5 separate regions of the Mus musculus genome follow, and regions 1, 2, 4 and 5 are each linked to region 3. Evidence: chromatin contacts called from public Hi-C, HiChIP or PLAC-seq and promoter capture Hi-C data. All regions are on one chromosome and are shown on one strand. Each heading gives the region's core, a stretch centred on a gene start, on an enhancer-like site or on the middle of the called end of the contact. The rest is flanking DNA. Distances are from core to core; before and after follow the strand shown. Region 1 has its middle 8.1 kb from the start of Gm51678. Region 2 holds the start of Arid3b (AT rich interactive domain 3B (BRIGHT-like)). Region 3 holds the start of Stoml1 (stomatin-like 1). Region 4 overlaps Cd276 (CD276 antigen). Region 5 overlaps Arid3b (AT rich interactive domain 3B (BRIGHT-like)).

Region 1 (2,700 bases), core at 105-2,604, 270 kb before region 3:
GCCAAGGATGACAACACACTTCTGATCTTGCCTCTACCTCCCAAGCGCTGACACTGCAGTGTCTGGTCTGTGCAGTGCTGGGAATGAAACCCAGGGCTCCGTGCATGCTCCATCCCTAGCTCTCTGAGTTCACCTGAAATGCTGCTGGAGTTGGCAGCTGTCTGGGCTGCCTTTTTAAGCTGGGCCCATACAAGAGGGTCATTAGCAAAATAGATTCTAGAAAGTGCAAGGACAGTATTGAGGATCCAGGCTCCTTCTGGGCTCTCAGGGACTCTCAGGGATGGAGTCCCCGTTGAGCAGTGGCTAGGACTTGTAGCCATTTCTTTCTCATCTCTCTGGACTCTTCAGCATCTCCTTGGGAGCTGTGTGCATTTCTGGGCTCTCAATCCTGGACAAATATATCTACCGACCCACTGGATATGTGGATGTGGACCTGTGGATGCATGCCAGGCTGAGCTCGGGGTGCAGAACTCTTGACTAAGATTGATGGGAAGACTCATCAGCATCCTGGATTCAGGTGCCCTGGGGCAAGGGCACTGCCTGCACTGAATCCCAGGGCGTCCATAACCTGCCATTTGGTTCTACAGGTCTGGGTTATTATGATGATATTTTATTACTAATGAGGCAGGATTATTTGGGAGCAGGGCAGAAATCTGGGTCTCATGGGGTACACAAATTGCAACCCTGAGATTGAAAGTCAGTGACCTTAGCCTTCTACCTTTTCTAGCATCTGTGTTGCAAAATATCTTCACCCACCACACCCTCAGCTTCCCTTAGCTAATATGATCTTTGGTCCTTCTCTGAACATGTTTCATTATTGTTCTTTCCAGACTGGGGTCCTGGCTGAGATCATACTGCATCCACGCATAATAGATTAACCTCCTTGATCCTGCACACTCTGCTCCCAGTGACAAAGCTCCGGGCTCCATTTAGTCCAGTAGACTCTGGCTGTGCGTGTTAAAATCACTTAGGGAGTTTTTAATAATACTGGTGTTTGGGCTCCCTCCCCAGAAGTTCTGATGCAATTGGGTGAGGTCATTGCTGAATATTTGATACATGTTCTCCAGGGGCTCTAACGAAACTTTGCAAGTTAATGCAAAACAGAATTCTGAGAGAGAGAGAGAGAGAGAGAGAGAGAGAGAGAGAGAGAGACACTCCCCCTCTTCCCCACAGAACTTTGAGGCAGGCACCAAAGCAAGCAGCTATTCTGTCCTTACTGTAGGTGACCAAGGGATTCTTGCTTTTTAGCTGTTAGAAGCTCAGAAAAACTGAACTAAGGAAAAGAGGAGGAAGTGGTCAAATGTGTGGTGGGACCCAGAGGTTAGTAGGAACCCCACTCCTGTCATCAATAGATCATGCATCAGGCCCTGGAGAAAAGTGGAACCTAGTGCCATGTATGCTGGTTCAGCTTCCTGATAGCAAATGGGGGTCTCTTACCCACGTCCACCTTTTCCCTCTGTGTCTCTCTCCTGTTACTCACCCCCCAAACCCAGGCCTCCAGATGTGCACAGTCACGTGGCTCCCTCCCTCCAGCATCGTGTGCTCAATGAGGAGAGGAACAATTTGTTTCCTTCCTGTAAGCAGCCATCAGCCCCTGGAGCCTGTGCCAGAGTACGAGGGAAATAACCTTCTCTCTCTTCCTGTCCCTTGTCTCAGATGTGTTCCTACCCGAGAGTAGCCTGGGGTCCTAACTATGCTACAGATCCACACTAGCCAGAGTGACTGAACTTAGCATCTCTTTCCTCCCTTGGCTCTCACCCTTGCAATTGCCTCCACCTCTGCAACAGCATCCTGAAGGTCTTTGGCCTCTAGTTCCTCCTCAGGCTCCAGACTTAGTTCCAAGGCCCATGGTTCAAGGTCAGCATGCTCCCAGGTCCGGTGTGTGGCCTGTTACCATCTGATCCCTATGTTGCTATATCCCCTCCATGGAAGTCCCTGTACTGTGTCACTCCTAATGTTGGAGATAAGGAGGAAGGGCCAATATGTTTGCAAAGCATTATTTGGTAAGACAATGCAGTAGAGTTATTGCTAAAGAAATAATGCACTCGGGCTGGAGAGATGGCTCAGTGGTTAAGAGCATGGACTGCACACTTCCAGAGGTCCTGAGTTCAAGTCCCAGCAACCACATGGTGGCTCACAACCATCTGTAAAGGGCTCTGATTCCCTATTCTGATGTGTCTGAAGACAGTGTACTCATATACATTAAATAAATAATATTTTAAAAAGAAATAATGCACTTGTGTGTGTGTGTCCTTGTGTGCATTTAAGTGTGTTTAGTCATCTATGTACAAGTGGCAGAGGGTGGCTTCAGGTCCTAGGTCCCAGGCTCTGAGAGAAGGACGGGAAGAAAGGCTATTTCCCTCAGTTCCTGCCTTAGTTTTTGAGGCAGGATCTCTCACTGAATCTCTTTTGGACCAGACTGCAAGCTCCTGGGCTCCACCTGTCCTCTGTCTCTCCCAGAACTACAGTTATTGTGCTTTGCCATGTCCAACTTCTTATGTGGGTTCTGGGGATCTGAACTTAGGTCCTCCAACTCGTACAGCAAGCACATTACCCCCATCGAAGCATCTCTCCAGTTCAGTGGATGCATTATTTCTTGGTCCTCTGGCACGGATGTCTGTGTGCCACTTTCGTACCCAAGGCCCACAGAATCCAATGAGGGATACGGCAGGGAACTCAGAATCCTCTGAATTCAGTCCT
Region 2 (2,700 bases), core at 77-2,576, 420 kb after region 3:
AATAAGCAAGTTAAGGGCAAAATTCTGGCCAAGAGGATCAATGTGCGGATTGAGCACATCAAGCACTCGAAGAGCAGGGACAGCTTCCTGAAGCGGGTGAAGGAGAACGATCAGAAGAAGGAAGCCAAGGAGAAGGGCACCCGGGTGCAGCTGAAGCGCCAGCCTGCGTCAACCAGAGAAGCACACTTTGTGAGGACTAACGGAAACTGCTGGAGCCCATTCCATATGAATTCATGGCCTAGTGGACAAAAAAGAAATAAGGGACCAGGACTGCAACAAAACAAAACAAACAACAACAACAACAAACCATAAAAGTTTTCATCAGGAACTGAGATGGATTAGTGAGTTAAGAGCGTGGCGCCAAAGAATAAGGGTCTAAATTTGGATATCCAACGCCTCAGTAAAAAGCCAGGTGTGGTGCACACCTGCAATCCTAGCATTTCAGAAGTAAAGACAGGATTCCTGGAGCTTGATGGTCAACTACTTTTGCTAAATAGGTGAGCTACCTTCTAACAAGAAAGAAAAGAGGGGAAGGGAAGGAAGAAGGGAAGGGACAAGAAAAGCCAGTGGCAATAAGTTCTAGGTTTTGGCTGGGATTGTTTTAAGACCCAAAACTAAGCGAGCCATAGACTCTGGATCAAGGATGATGGTCAGTTGGGAGAAAGGTAAAACAAGGAGGTGCATGCATAAATTCACAGAAGTTCCCCAGAGTTAGGAGTCCCAGAAGACAAGGTTTTGTTGTTTTATTGTATAAGCGGTGCCAGGATTCAGCTTCTACCTTTGGAACCTGAAGAAAGAAAACATTAACCCCTGTGACGAGGTGAGGTTGGGGATGGATAGAGGTGGTGTTCCAGAACAGGAAAATTTCAATCCAAAAAGTGAAATTTAGAAAAAAACTAATAAAAGGCTGGAATGCTTCATTAAGACTAGCTGAAAGTTAGCACTCTTTATTCCTTTCTTTCACTTATTACAAACAATTCACAACCACGGCAGCCAGAAACCCGTGTGCTGTAGTCAGTCCTACTCTTTTCAACTCCCCGCGAAAGCACTCACACCGGAACTCCTCTGAGTCCGTGCTCTCCCATTGGCCGAAGCCTCCGCCCGCCTTAAATGGCTTCCGCCCACGGCTTCAACCAGAGGGCGGTCTCTAGGAGTCACTTCCGTCTCGCACTACCCACCCACCCCCACCTCGTTCCCTTTTTAGCTGCTTCCGGCCTCGGGCCCCGCCCCCCACCGTGGGGCCCCGCCCCTACCTGCCCCTCCCCCGCCCCGGGCTGACGGCCGGGCCCCGCAGCACAGCTTCCGGTGCGGGCCCCGCCCCGGCTGTGGCCCCCAGCTGCGGAGGAGTAGCAGGCTCAGCTGCTACGCTGGGGTCTGAGCGGCTGCCTCCTCCCTACCCGCGAGCCCGGAACGCTGCACATAGGTGAGCGGCGCGGGTCGTGGTTCTTTCTGCCGCGGCGGGAGAGGGGCTGTGGCAGGTGGAGGGGACCGAAATGGGAGCCGAGGCAGGTGTGTAGGGGAGACGCGGGCTAGTGAAGCCGGGGTCCGCTGAGAAAAAGTGAGAGCATCGGGAGGAGCCCCGTCCTCCCGGTGTCCAAAGGAGTGGTTTGAGATAAAGAGATGGGAAAGGTAAGGGACCCCCCCCCCCTTTTGGCAACCGCAGAGCGAGCTTAGATGGAGTAATTAGAGAAGAGCCGGGAGATTGGCAAAGGGGGCTTGGTGGAAGTAAAAGTGATAGGGCTCCATTGGGTGGGAGGTAAAGAATGGAAAGAGGGGTCGAAGAGGGTCGGGGACAGAGCTGGAAACGAAGGTAAGGGAAATGGTCACCAAGGCCGGGCTCAAGCGGCAAGCAGTCCGTTGCTCTCGGTTTGGAGGTCCGGGAAGTTTAAAAAACCCGAGCGAGGGATGGAGAGATGAAGTTAGATTTCGGAGACGTAAATTCTCTAGATGTTAGTAGTATTGTTTGAATCCTTGGCTGCTTAGGGATTGGGATGAGATGGACTCTTCGGGAGGATGTGCCAATTGAGTTGTAAAACGGAGTCATCTCTGTCTTAATAAAGACGCTATCGGACACCCCTCTCCCTTGCTGAGGAAAGCCTACCGAGAAGATGGTGCCAACCAGAAAAGAAGCAGTTGTACTATGACTGGCAGGAGTTGGTTGAAATATTCCAGTTGTGTTGTTTGACTTTAAAGATTATACGAATATTTCTAAATGACCAGTGAATTGCTTGCTCTTCTTTTGTGTGCGTTTTGTTTTGTCCCCAACGGGGTTTTTATTTTAAAGGAACAATTTTGCCAACTTTCAGGCTTCCCTACAGAATAAGAACTAAAGCAGAAAGAAAGTATTGCTGCAGGCATAACTTATACTTTCCAAACTGCCAGGAGGAGGGACAGGCAGTAAGGGGCCAATTGGAATTGGAATCTTTTATCCGCCTATGAAAGCTACAACCAAGTGCTTCTAAGAAACAAAATGAGATTTGTCTAGCATGGCTCTGGTTGGTTTTTGAACTCCCCGCCTCCCCAGCTTTAAAAATTATACTCTTTAAACGTGTAAAAATTTATATAAATCAAAGCCATTTTTTTTTCTTGTTAGAGATTAGTTCTCCCATGAATTTTTGAAGATGGTAAAAGGTTACATTTTCTTATCTTCCAACTCAATCCTAAAACACTGGGACAATGCAAATATCAAGTCCCAACCTG
Region 3 (2,700 bases), core at 111-2,610:
AGCTACTAAGGATAAAACTAATGCTCACAAGTAACAGTCACAGTGGGACTAAAGTGCTAGTTTAGTATTTATTCCCACTTTAATGCCCTGAAAGAACTATATCTATATCTATATCTATATCTATCTATCTATCTATCTATATCTATAGTGTACTTCAATTCAAGCCTTTTGGCAGGAAGAACTAAGAATCCTGAATGGGTGTTGAGCAAACAGGCCCAGAATCTGGGGATGAGCTTGCTATCTGTTCTCTCCTCCCCAGCCCTAGACAGGAAGGTGACAAGAGACGTCTGTTCTATCCTTCAAGAAGCCCCTGCCTGCAGGACAGTCTAAGTCATAAACTAATTCCTGACCTCTTCAGGGAAGGAGGAATCCTAAGAACCGGGCAGAAGAGCCGGGCGTGGTGGTGCACGCTTTTAATCGCAGCACTTGGGAGGCAGAGGCAGGCAGATTTCTGAGTTCAAGGCCAGCCTGGTCTACAAAGTGAGTTCCAGGAGAGCCAGGGCTATACAGAGAAACCCTGTCTCAAAAAAAAAAAAAAAAAAAAAAAAAAAAAAAAAACCACAAACAAACAAAAACAACAACAACAAAAAAGAACGGGGCAGAAAATGGAGGATTCGTTCAGCATTGCCAAAGCTTTCAATGCACCGTCAATACAGGAGAACCACAGAGGACCAGAATACTCCAAGGACAGTCAGGCTTTGGAGAGAGGAAGCCAAAGCAAACAAGCCAGGCAGCTTGCAGGCCCAGCTTTCTGTTCTGTGCATCTTCACCAGGACACAGGAGACTCCTGCTCCCTGCGCTGCTACCCTAGGGCGACTCTTTTTCCATTTCTCTACAAATGCCTTGTGGGTTATGGCTCCCTCTGCCTAGGGCTCTGTTTTCTTTCTATGCATGATGGGCTATCCTGGAAATAGTAACGGGATGGGCTAAGATTAGGGAAGATGGGGCTGCGCGGCTTCCAAAGCTACAGCTGGTGCCGTAGGGAGAACAAATCGGTGGTAGCATCCCCACACCTTGTCTGGCACCCACTTCATATCCTATCCCCTTCACTCTCCTTCCTCCTAGAGGCAGAGAGTACAGGTCTTGGGGTGCCCCTCTGTCCGCGGTGCTGGGTAGCCACTCACCGGCCCCCGGCCCCACGCTGCCCGGCTCTGGGGACAAGCAGCCCTTCTGCGAACCCAGAAAGCCGAAGCTCGACTGCTGGAAACGATCAAAATCCCCTAAGGGCAGTGCCCGGTAGCCAGACCTTCCAAGCATGACTTCTAACCGGGACACGCCCCGATCCTCTGCTGGGAGACTGCCCTGCCCAGCCTGTGGCAGCTCCGCCCCTCCTCGTTCCCACTGCTTCCGGCTTTACTCCGTCACTAACAACAGTGGCTGAGTAGGATCAGGAATCAGGCCGGGTCCACCATGCCTGCCGCTCCACAGCACCCCCTGCGCTGGGAGGACCGAACGGCGGGAGCACAGTTTGGGGATGTGGCCTTGGTTCTAAGGTTGAGGCTTCCTGACCACCTCCTACCTGGCCTTAGGAAAGGAGGCAAGGAAGTTTGGCTTTAAAGGAGCATTGCAGGAGCGTTTTCTCCAGAAGCAGAGAAATGTTTTTGGCCTCAAACCATTCCTCCAAACTCAACACACTTATGAGTTATGGGTGTGCTTATCCAGATGTAGGATTTCTTCTGGTGTGGTCAGCAAACTGGTATTTTTTGTTTGTTTGTTTCCCCACAGCCAAGAAAACAGAGCCTGCCATACAGAGTCCTGTTCTTATTTGCTTAATGATGGCAGATCCAAGTCACTGTGGACAAGTTGAAGTCAGAAGGCCCCAACTTTGGTATAAAAGAAAAATTTCACATGCAGACACCCCAGGAATCCTGGCAGTGGATGGTGGTGGTGGTGGCTGCAGCAGCAGCAGCAAAGCATTACATGAGACTCCTTGATCCAGGCACTTGAGGTAACTTTGTCTTTCCGTGGCTTCAGAAAGCCCAAATGAAGGTAGAAAATATACCCCAGTAGGATGCTGGGAGGCTGGCAGGAGGCCATTTTACAAAGCAAGAAAAGACGAATCTTTCCCAGTCTTGCCTCCCTGGATCCTTGCCATAGCTCATTTCTAAGTTCCCCTGCCTATGACTGCTAGCCTGGCTAATTTTATGTCAACTTGACACAAGCTAGAATAATCTGAAAAGAGGGATCTCCAATTGAGAAAATGGTTGTGCTGTAGGCAAGCCTGAAGAGCATTTTCCTAATTTATGATTGACGTTGCAGGGCCCATTCCATTGTGGGTGGGGCCAACCCTGGGCTGCTGGTCCTGGGTTCATTAAGAAAGCAGGCTGAACAAGCCAGTAAGCAGCATCCTCCATGGCCTTTGCAGCAGCTCCTGCATCCAGGTTCCTGCCCTATTTGAGTCCTGGCTTCCCTCATTGATGGACCACCATATGGAAATGTAAGCAAAATAAAGCCTTTCCTACCCAACTTGCTCTTTACTCACGGTGTTTTGTCACAGCAATAAAAACCCTAAGATGAGTTGGTACCGGGAGTGAGGTTTTAATTAATTTCAAATGTAGTCAAGTTGACAACCCAGAATTGCCATACAAGTCCACCCCTTGCCAACTTGACACACAATCATATCTTCTTATCAATTTCCAAGTGAAAACATTAAGCAAATCATAATAATACCTAAACATGATATAACTATCTGACATACAA
Region 4 (2,700 bases), core at 132-2,631, 280 kb before region 3:
GGCTGTGGAACGGCTGCAGAGGTCCTATTCCTCCTTAATGCTTGGTCTCTGTGATTCTGACTCAGGAGGCATGGAGGTCCAGGTCTGAAGACCCTGGGGTATCCCTGATGGGCAGTGACACCACCCTATGCTGCTCTCCCCCTCTAACCCCACCCCACCCCCACCCTCGAGCCTGGCTTCAGCCTGGCCCATTTTAATCTCATCTGGCAACTCAGACACCAAATAGTTGGTGTGCAGCTTCCCTGGGGGCTGGGTCCAGGGCAGGCCTATCCCAGCAGCACAGCATTCTTCCCCGCTGGCACAGGGCAGTGTGTTCTTGAGGGTTCCGTGCATGGATGTAGCTGATGAGGGCAGCTTCCCCTGCTTTGTGGGCATCCGGAACTTTCGCAATGCTGCTGCCAGCCTGCAGGTGGCAGCTGAGTCACAGGCGGGAGCATTCCCCACTCCTTGTCCCCTGCATGCAGCCCGTCCCCTGTCCCACTGCTCATACCACCATCAAAGAAAGCCCCAGAGCTGGCTCCTGACCCTCAGCCTCTTGTGTCCTTCCTCCATTGGATTCCCCTGTGCTGACTGTCATCGCTCTCTGCCCTCTGCCACCCTCCAGCCCCCTACTCGAAGCCCAGCATGACCCTGGAGCCCAACAAGGACCTACGTCCAGGGAACATGGTGACCATCACGTGCTCTAGCTACCAGGGCTATCCGGAGGCCGAGGTGTTCTGGAAGGATGGACAGGGAGTGCCCTTGACTGGCAATGTGACCACATCCCAGATGGCCAACGAGCGGGGCTTGTTCGATGTTCACAGCGTGCTGAGGGTGGTGCTGGGTGCTAACGGCACCTACAGCTGCCTGGTACGCAACCCGGTGTTGCAGCAAGATGCTCACGGCTCAGTCACCATCACAGGTAAGGGGAGCCTGTGAGCTGAGGAAGAGCTGAGGGAGCAGCTACCTCTCCTCTAGGCCCTAACTGGAATATCAATGTAAAAGTACTGGTGGTCATATAGATTTCAGATATTCCAAAGCCTCCCCAGTGAGGAGTCTTTAAGGGACTTGTTTTCTTGAGCTGATAAATCTTTTGTCACATTTGCTTTCCATGGTACTTGTGCCTCTTACTTGGACCACAAAGTACTTTCCTGGAATCTAGAGGGTAGGTGGGATTCTGGGGCAGACACAGGCTTGCTCAGAGACCTGCTGAGTGAGGATGTGTTTTCCAATGGGCACGTCTTTGGTGTGGAAAAAAAAAGTCTATTGTCCAACTGTGAAACCCCAGGAGCCTTGAAGGTGCATCTCACTCAACTGGGCCAAGAAGGAAAGCACTTCTCCCTGCAGACTAGAGTGCTACCATTGCACTAGTCAGAGTTGTCTCTACTGCCCTCATGTGGTCAAATGCTAGATTGAGACTCACACTGGAGGAGTCTCTTAAATCTCTGGTTTCCAGGTCAGCACTAGTTCAAGTAGGCACCTTCAGTGCTTGGGGATCTAAAGAGGGTTCAGGCTCACCTTCATGCCAAGGTGGACAGTCACTCTCTGTGTTTGGCCTTGACATGTCTCTGTTCAGTCCTTTAGTAGATCTGTGTGCTGGGTCTAGCTTCCCAGTGCCTCCCTCTGGGCTGTGTGAGCTTTCCCAGGGTCCTCTCTGTCTCTGAGATCAGGGTGTCTGTCACTGGTCCTTATCTTTTCTCATCCCATAACTTCTGCCTGGCACCCTCAGCCCACCCAGCTTTCTACTTCCAAGGGTTGCCAGTGTCTGTGTAGACCTTAGGCTCATTGCGGCTCACCTCTCCTGCTGAGCGTGCTGGACCTTGTGTGGGTTTCTCTCCTGATGAACTCAGCCAGTGGCCAGCATTCATGCTTATCTCCCAGGAGTAAGTCTTATTCCTAACTCTTGCTTTTTTAAGGTGTCACCTAGACCTCCCCAAGACTGAACCTACCTTCGCTGTAGAGAGCCAGTCTATGCAGCCTCTAAGGGAGTCCCTTCCTCAGCTCTCTCATATTCTGAGGTACCACCTTGATCTTACAGAGAACATCGTAGGAAAGCCGTGTTTCACTGGGTTGGAGAGATGCCTTAGTGACTAAAAAGCCTTGATGCTCTATCATTGAAGACCACAGAGTTTACATCCAAGCACACATATATCACGTGGCTTGCAAACATCTATAATTCCAACTCCAAGGGATCAGATGCTCTTTGCTGGCCTCTGTGGATACCCTCACACACATGTGTGAACACACGCACGTGTGCGTGCACACACACACACACACACACACACACGCATGAACATTCTTTTTTAAAAAACAACAACAACAACAACAACAGGTCTGTTTTTTTTTTTGTTGTTGTTGTTGTTTTTGTTTTTATAAGAAAGACCAAGGAGTCTGGAGTGAGATGTAAGATGGACAGATGTGTGGAGGTTATCAGGAAGGACAGAGGACTCATGATCAACCTGTACCAAGTGGGCTGGGATGTCTGTAGTATGCTTGCTGTGAAGCAAGGGTTTGTATGTGGAAAGAACAGTTGCCCTGCTTCAGAGAACATTACCTCAGTAGATAGCATTGACTGAAAGGGATTTCATTTGGGCTGTTGTCGTCAAGCACAATTCAGACGAGATGGAGGCTCAGGGAAAAGGGACTCTCTCCCAAGACCACAGACCAGCACAGTGGCTCCAAAGGATTTGGGGGCCGGGCCCCACTTTGAAAACTGACAAG
Region 5 (2,700 bases), core at 78-2,577, 430 kb after region 3:
TTTCACCATTCTTTTGACACACGCTTTTGAATTTGCCTGCGTGTTTTTCCTTTGTTCTGTCCTCACCTGTGTAATTGTTGGTTTCCTCCTGTGGGGCTTTGCTCTGTCTTCTTTGTAAGCTCATTTGGTAGGGCTTTATTTGTAAAAGACTGTCCACTTAAGGGTGTTTGGTTTCGCCTGTGCTAGGCTCTGCTTAGCAGCTGAGACTCATAGGCTTGTGCCTAGTCAGAGGCTGACTTGCAGTGGGCGCTCTGGGCTGACGGCGGCAAAGCCGTGTGCCCCTCTAACCTGGCAGGCTCTTCTGTAGTGATTTCTGTTCTGGCTCTTGATACACCTGAGACAGGCACCTTGGCGTCTAGGGTTGGGGAAACAATTAAATCCCCAGCCCTCACCCCTGGTAAGAGCTGTAGTTGCCCTTTCTTCCCCTTCAGCCCCCAGCATGGTAGCACATGCTTTTAATCTCAGCATTCAAAAGGCAGAGGCAGGCAGGCAGGCAAATCTCTATGTGTTCAAGGATAGTCTGTTCTAAATAGTGAGTTCCAAGCCAACTGAGGATACCTGGTGAGACCCTGTCTCAAAAAAGAAAAGATAAAGAAACAGAGCTTGATGCTCAGCTGACAGAGATGCAGCTAGTTGCCTGGTGACCTAAGTCTGGCCCCCTAGGACTCATGCAGTGGAAGGAGACAAGGCTCACAGCCCCTCCCCCCAATAAATACATTAAAAAGTAATAATTAAACTTTAAATTTAAAAATCAAGTTGGGCAACAATAGGAGTAGGGGCCAGTGTTGAAGCTGACTAGAGCTCTGTGAGAAGTAACCTTGACATGTAGGTTAACATGTGTGAGGTAGAAGTCACCTGGGGGTGGTTTCTTGGTAAGTCTATACCTTTTTAGATGTTTCAAATCACATATTTTGTTTAACAAAAACAGTAGCCCCACGTGTTGTATGTACTTCAGCTGGCTTTTCTCTTGTGAATGTGCGTGATGCTGTGTCTGTGCCTGCTTTCTTGCTGCTGCTTTTGTAGTGCTGAAGATTGAACCCAGGCTCTGCTACGGGCAGGCAAGCTCGCGAGCGCTCAGCTTTAGCACTTGCTCCTACTTCCCTTCAGTTCTCGATTCCAGTGCTTAGCTCTGTGGGGAGGAGTAGACTAGGATTTCTGTAGGCTTTGTTCAGAATTAGAGGAGTCAGTAGTTTTTCCACCTCAAAATATCCTTTCCTTGCTAGTGGTTTTGTTTCTTTCTTTTTCTTTTTTTTTCTCCTATGTGTTTTAACAGCTAGGACTTTTGTCCTGTGACCATGACTGGCTCTAGTTCACTGAGCCGGGACCTCTCATCATTCCTTTTGTCTGTCTGTCTAAGGGCAGATGAGGAAAGAGGGAAGTAGCCTGTATGTGGTCTCAGCAGGAAGGCCCTGCGCTGCCTTCTGCTTCCTTGCAGACAGAACAGGGAAGAGGTAGGTAGAGTCTCTCAATGGTTTCATTACTTTAAAAACAGCTTTATGAAGACTTGTCTAGACTCACAAAGCTTTGGGTTCAGTCCCCAGCACCTCATAGGCTGGGGGTGTGGTGTCTTAAATTCCGCAGTGCAGAGAGGGCCAGTAATTCAGCGTCGTCATCAGCACACACGCCAGTCCACAGCCCAGGCTGCCTAAGACCTGTCTCAGTAATCAGTCGGTCTATATAACTCCTGCTGTTTTCTCTCCGATCGTAGGAGTCATTTGGGCTCAGTTAGGAAATATGGAGAATATACAAATTTATAAAGAAAAGGTAACAATCAACCACAGTCATATAACTTAGCTAGAACTATAAACATTTGTGGTATTTCCTTTGTATTTTAAAGGAAAATGCCTACTATATGTTTATTATTTTATTTTATATACAGTTTTGTGCTCTGCTTTTATTACCTGATAGTCTGGACATTTTTTATTATTTAAGTAAATGCTAAAGTGTCATTTGTAAAATTTAATTAATGGTGGTACACACTTTTAGTTCAGTACTTGGGAGCCCGAGGCAGGTAGATCTCTGTGAGTTCAAGGATAGGCCGGTCTATGTAACAAACTCCAGGCCAGCCAGGGTTGCGTAGTGAAACTCTGTCTTAATAAAATAAAATACAATTTTCAAAAATTTGAGACAGGATATCACTCTGGCCTTTGCTGTCCTCAAGCTTAGAATCTTCCTGCCTCTGCTTCCCAAGTACTGGGATTACAAATTTGATTCATTATGTCTGTCAAATGTATTTTAAAGTATTTGAGAAGTAAAAATGACATATACCTTAAAATGTATGAAGTAAAAGTCAGCAGGACTTTGGGGTGGTTTCTTGGTAAGTCTATACCTTTTCAGGCTTTTAAAAATTACCTTTTTATTTATATTTTTAACAAAAACAGTAGCCCCACGTGTTGTACTTCAGCTGGCTTTTCTCTTGTGAATGTGCGCGATGCTGTGTCTGTGCGTGGTTTCTTGTCTACTGCTTTTGTAGTGCTGAAGATTGAACCCAGGCTCTGCTACGGGCCAGGCAAGCTTTTTAACCACAAAGCTAAGCCTCACCCTTTATTCGTGTTTTTATAGTCAGAGTACAAACCTAGAGTCTAAAAAGTAAACCTGAGGGGCTAGAGAGATGGCTCGGTGGTTAAGAGCACTTGCTGCTCTTGGAAGTACTATCTCCCCACTCCCACCCCAAACCCCACTGTGTTGGGTGGCTCACAG

What was found. Promoter capture Hi-C pulls out the DNA fragments that hold promoters and counts their contacts. Hi-C and Micro-C count contacts between places; a contact is called where the count stands out from the background. HiChIP or PLAC-seq counts read pairs in DNA pulled down with a chosen protein or histone mark.
Region 1: an H3K4me3 HiChIP or PLAC-seq map of bone marrow-derived macrophages shows a contact between it and region 3, with 2.4 times the contacts expected there. The contact joins the enhancer-like site here to the promoter of Stoml1 in region 3. A contact is called at or near these places in 4 of 39 promoter capture datasets (the 3T3-L1 cell line, frontonasal cranial neural crest and hippocampal neurons), 3 of 115 datasets of contacts at active chromatin or transcription factors (bone marrow-derived macrophages, pancreatic cancer cells and stem cell-derived neural progenitor cells) and 2 of 9 other capture datasets (adipose tissue and liver).
Region 2: a Hi-C map of CD8 T cells shows a contact between it and region 3, with 2.1 times the contacts expected there. The contact joins the promoter of Arid3b here to the promoter of Stoml1 in region 3. A contact is called at or near these places in 7 of 39 promoter capture datasets (the C10 cell line, the HPC-7 cell line, cranial neural crest and 3 more), 7 of 484 Hi-C or Micro-C datasets (CD4 T cells, CD8 T cells, the G1E-ER4 cell line and 4 more), 6 of 115 datasets of contacts at active chromatin or transcription factors (the 230-238 cell line, astrocytes, bone marrow-derived macrophages and 2 more) and 2 of 9 other capture datasets (liver and pancreatic islet).
Region 4: a Hi-C map of cerebellum shows a contact between it and region 3, with 4 times the contacts expected there. The contact joins the enhancer-like site here to the promoter of Stoml1 in region 3. A contact is called at or near these places in 4 of 39 promoter capture datasets (the 3T3-L1 cell line, frontonasal cranial neural crest and hippocampal neurons), 1 of 15 datasets of contacts at CTCF or cohesin (the NIH/3T3 cell line), 5 of 484 Hi-C or Micro-C datasets (the N1E-115 cell line, cerebellum, myocytes and 2 more), 7 of 115 datasets of contacts at active chromatin or transcription factors (astrocytes, bone marrow-derived macrophages, embryonic forebrain and 4 more) and 2 of 9 other capture datasets (adipose tissue and liver).
Region 5: a contact with region 3 is called in a promoter capture Hi-C map of pre-B cells, with 2.1 times the contacts expected there. The contact joins the enhancer-like site here to the promoter of Stoml1 in region 3. A contact is called at or near these places in 2 of 39 promoter capture datasets (the C10 cell line and pre-B cells), 1 of 484 Hi-C or Micro-C datasets (the G1E-ER4 cell line), 3 of 115 datasets of contacts at active chromatin or transcription factors (the 230-238 cell line, astrocytes and embryonic stem cells) and 1 of 9 other capture datasets (embryonic tail).

What each region holds. Positions count from the first base shown.
Region 1 is chr9:58,516,890-58,519,589 of GRCm38.p6, reverse strand. No RefSeq gene overlaps it. Among named protein-coding and RNA genes, the nearest start is that of Gm51678, 8.1 kb to the left of the region's middle. Within about 2 kb of position 1,354, at least 62 of the 459 cell types and tissues checked have an H3K27ac peak or open chromatin away from gene starts, as enhancers often do. A contact at or near this core is called in adipose tissue and bone marrow-derived macrophages, where this site is marked.
Region 2 is chr9:57,835,405-57,838,104 of GRCm38.p6, reverse strand. It overlaps Arid3b (AT rich interactive domain 3B (BRIGHT-like)), which reads left to right and starts at 1,326. Exons shown (of 9, transcript NM_001379353.1): 1 at 1,326-1,423. It also overlaps the pseudogene Gm7547.
Region 3 is chr9:58,251,824-58,254,523 of GRCm38.p6, reverse strand. Stoml1 (stomatin-like 1) reads right to left here and starts at 1,360. Exons shown (of 7, transcript NM_026942.3): 1 at 1,125-1,360. The coding sequence starts at 1,257.
Region 4 is chr9:58,533,657-58,536,356 of GRCm38.p6, reverse strand. Cd276 (CD276 antigen) reads left to right here. Exons shown (of 8, transcript NM_133983.4): 4 at 605-901. It overlaps Gm51678 (a long non-coding RNA gene), which reads right to left. Exons shown (of 2, transcript XR_003948170.1): 2 at 2,342-2,700. Among named protein-coding and RNA genes, the nearest start is that of Gm51678, 8.6 kb to the right of the region's middle. Within about 2 kb of position 1,381, at least 18 of the 459 cell types and tissues checked have an H3K27ac peak or open chromatin away from gene starts, as enhancers often do. A contact at or near this core is called in bone marrow-derived macrophages, cerebellum, palatal mesenchyme and 1 more, where this site is marked.
Region 5 is chr9:57,819,303-57,822,002 of GRCm38.p6, reverse strand. The region is part of intron 2 of Arid3b (AT rich interactive domain 3B (BRIGHT-like)); the gene reads left to right. Among named protein-coding and RNA genes, the nearest start is that of Arid3b, 16 kb to the left of the region's middle. Within about 2 kb of position 1,327, at least 78 of the 459 cell types and tissues checked have an H3K27ac peak or open chromatin away from gene starts, as enhancers often do. A contact at or near this core is called in the 230-238 cell line, the G1E-ER4 cell line, embryonic tail and 1 more, where this site is marked.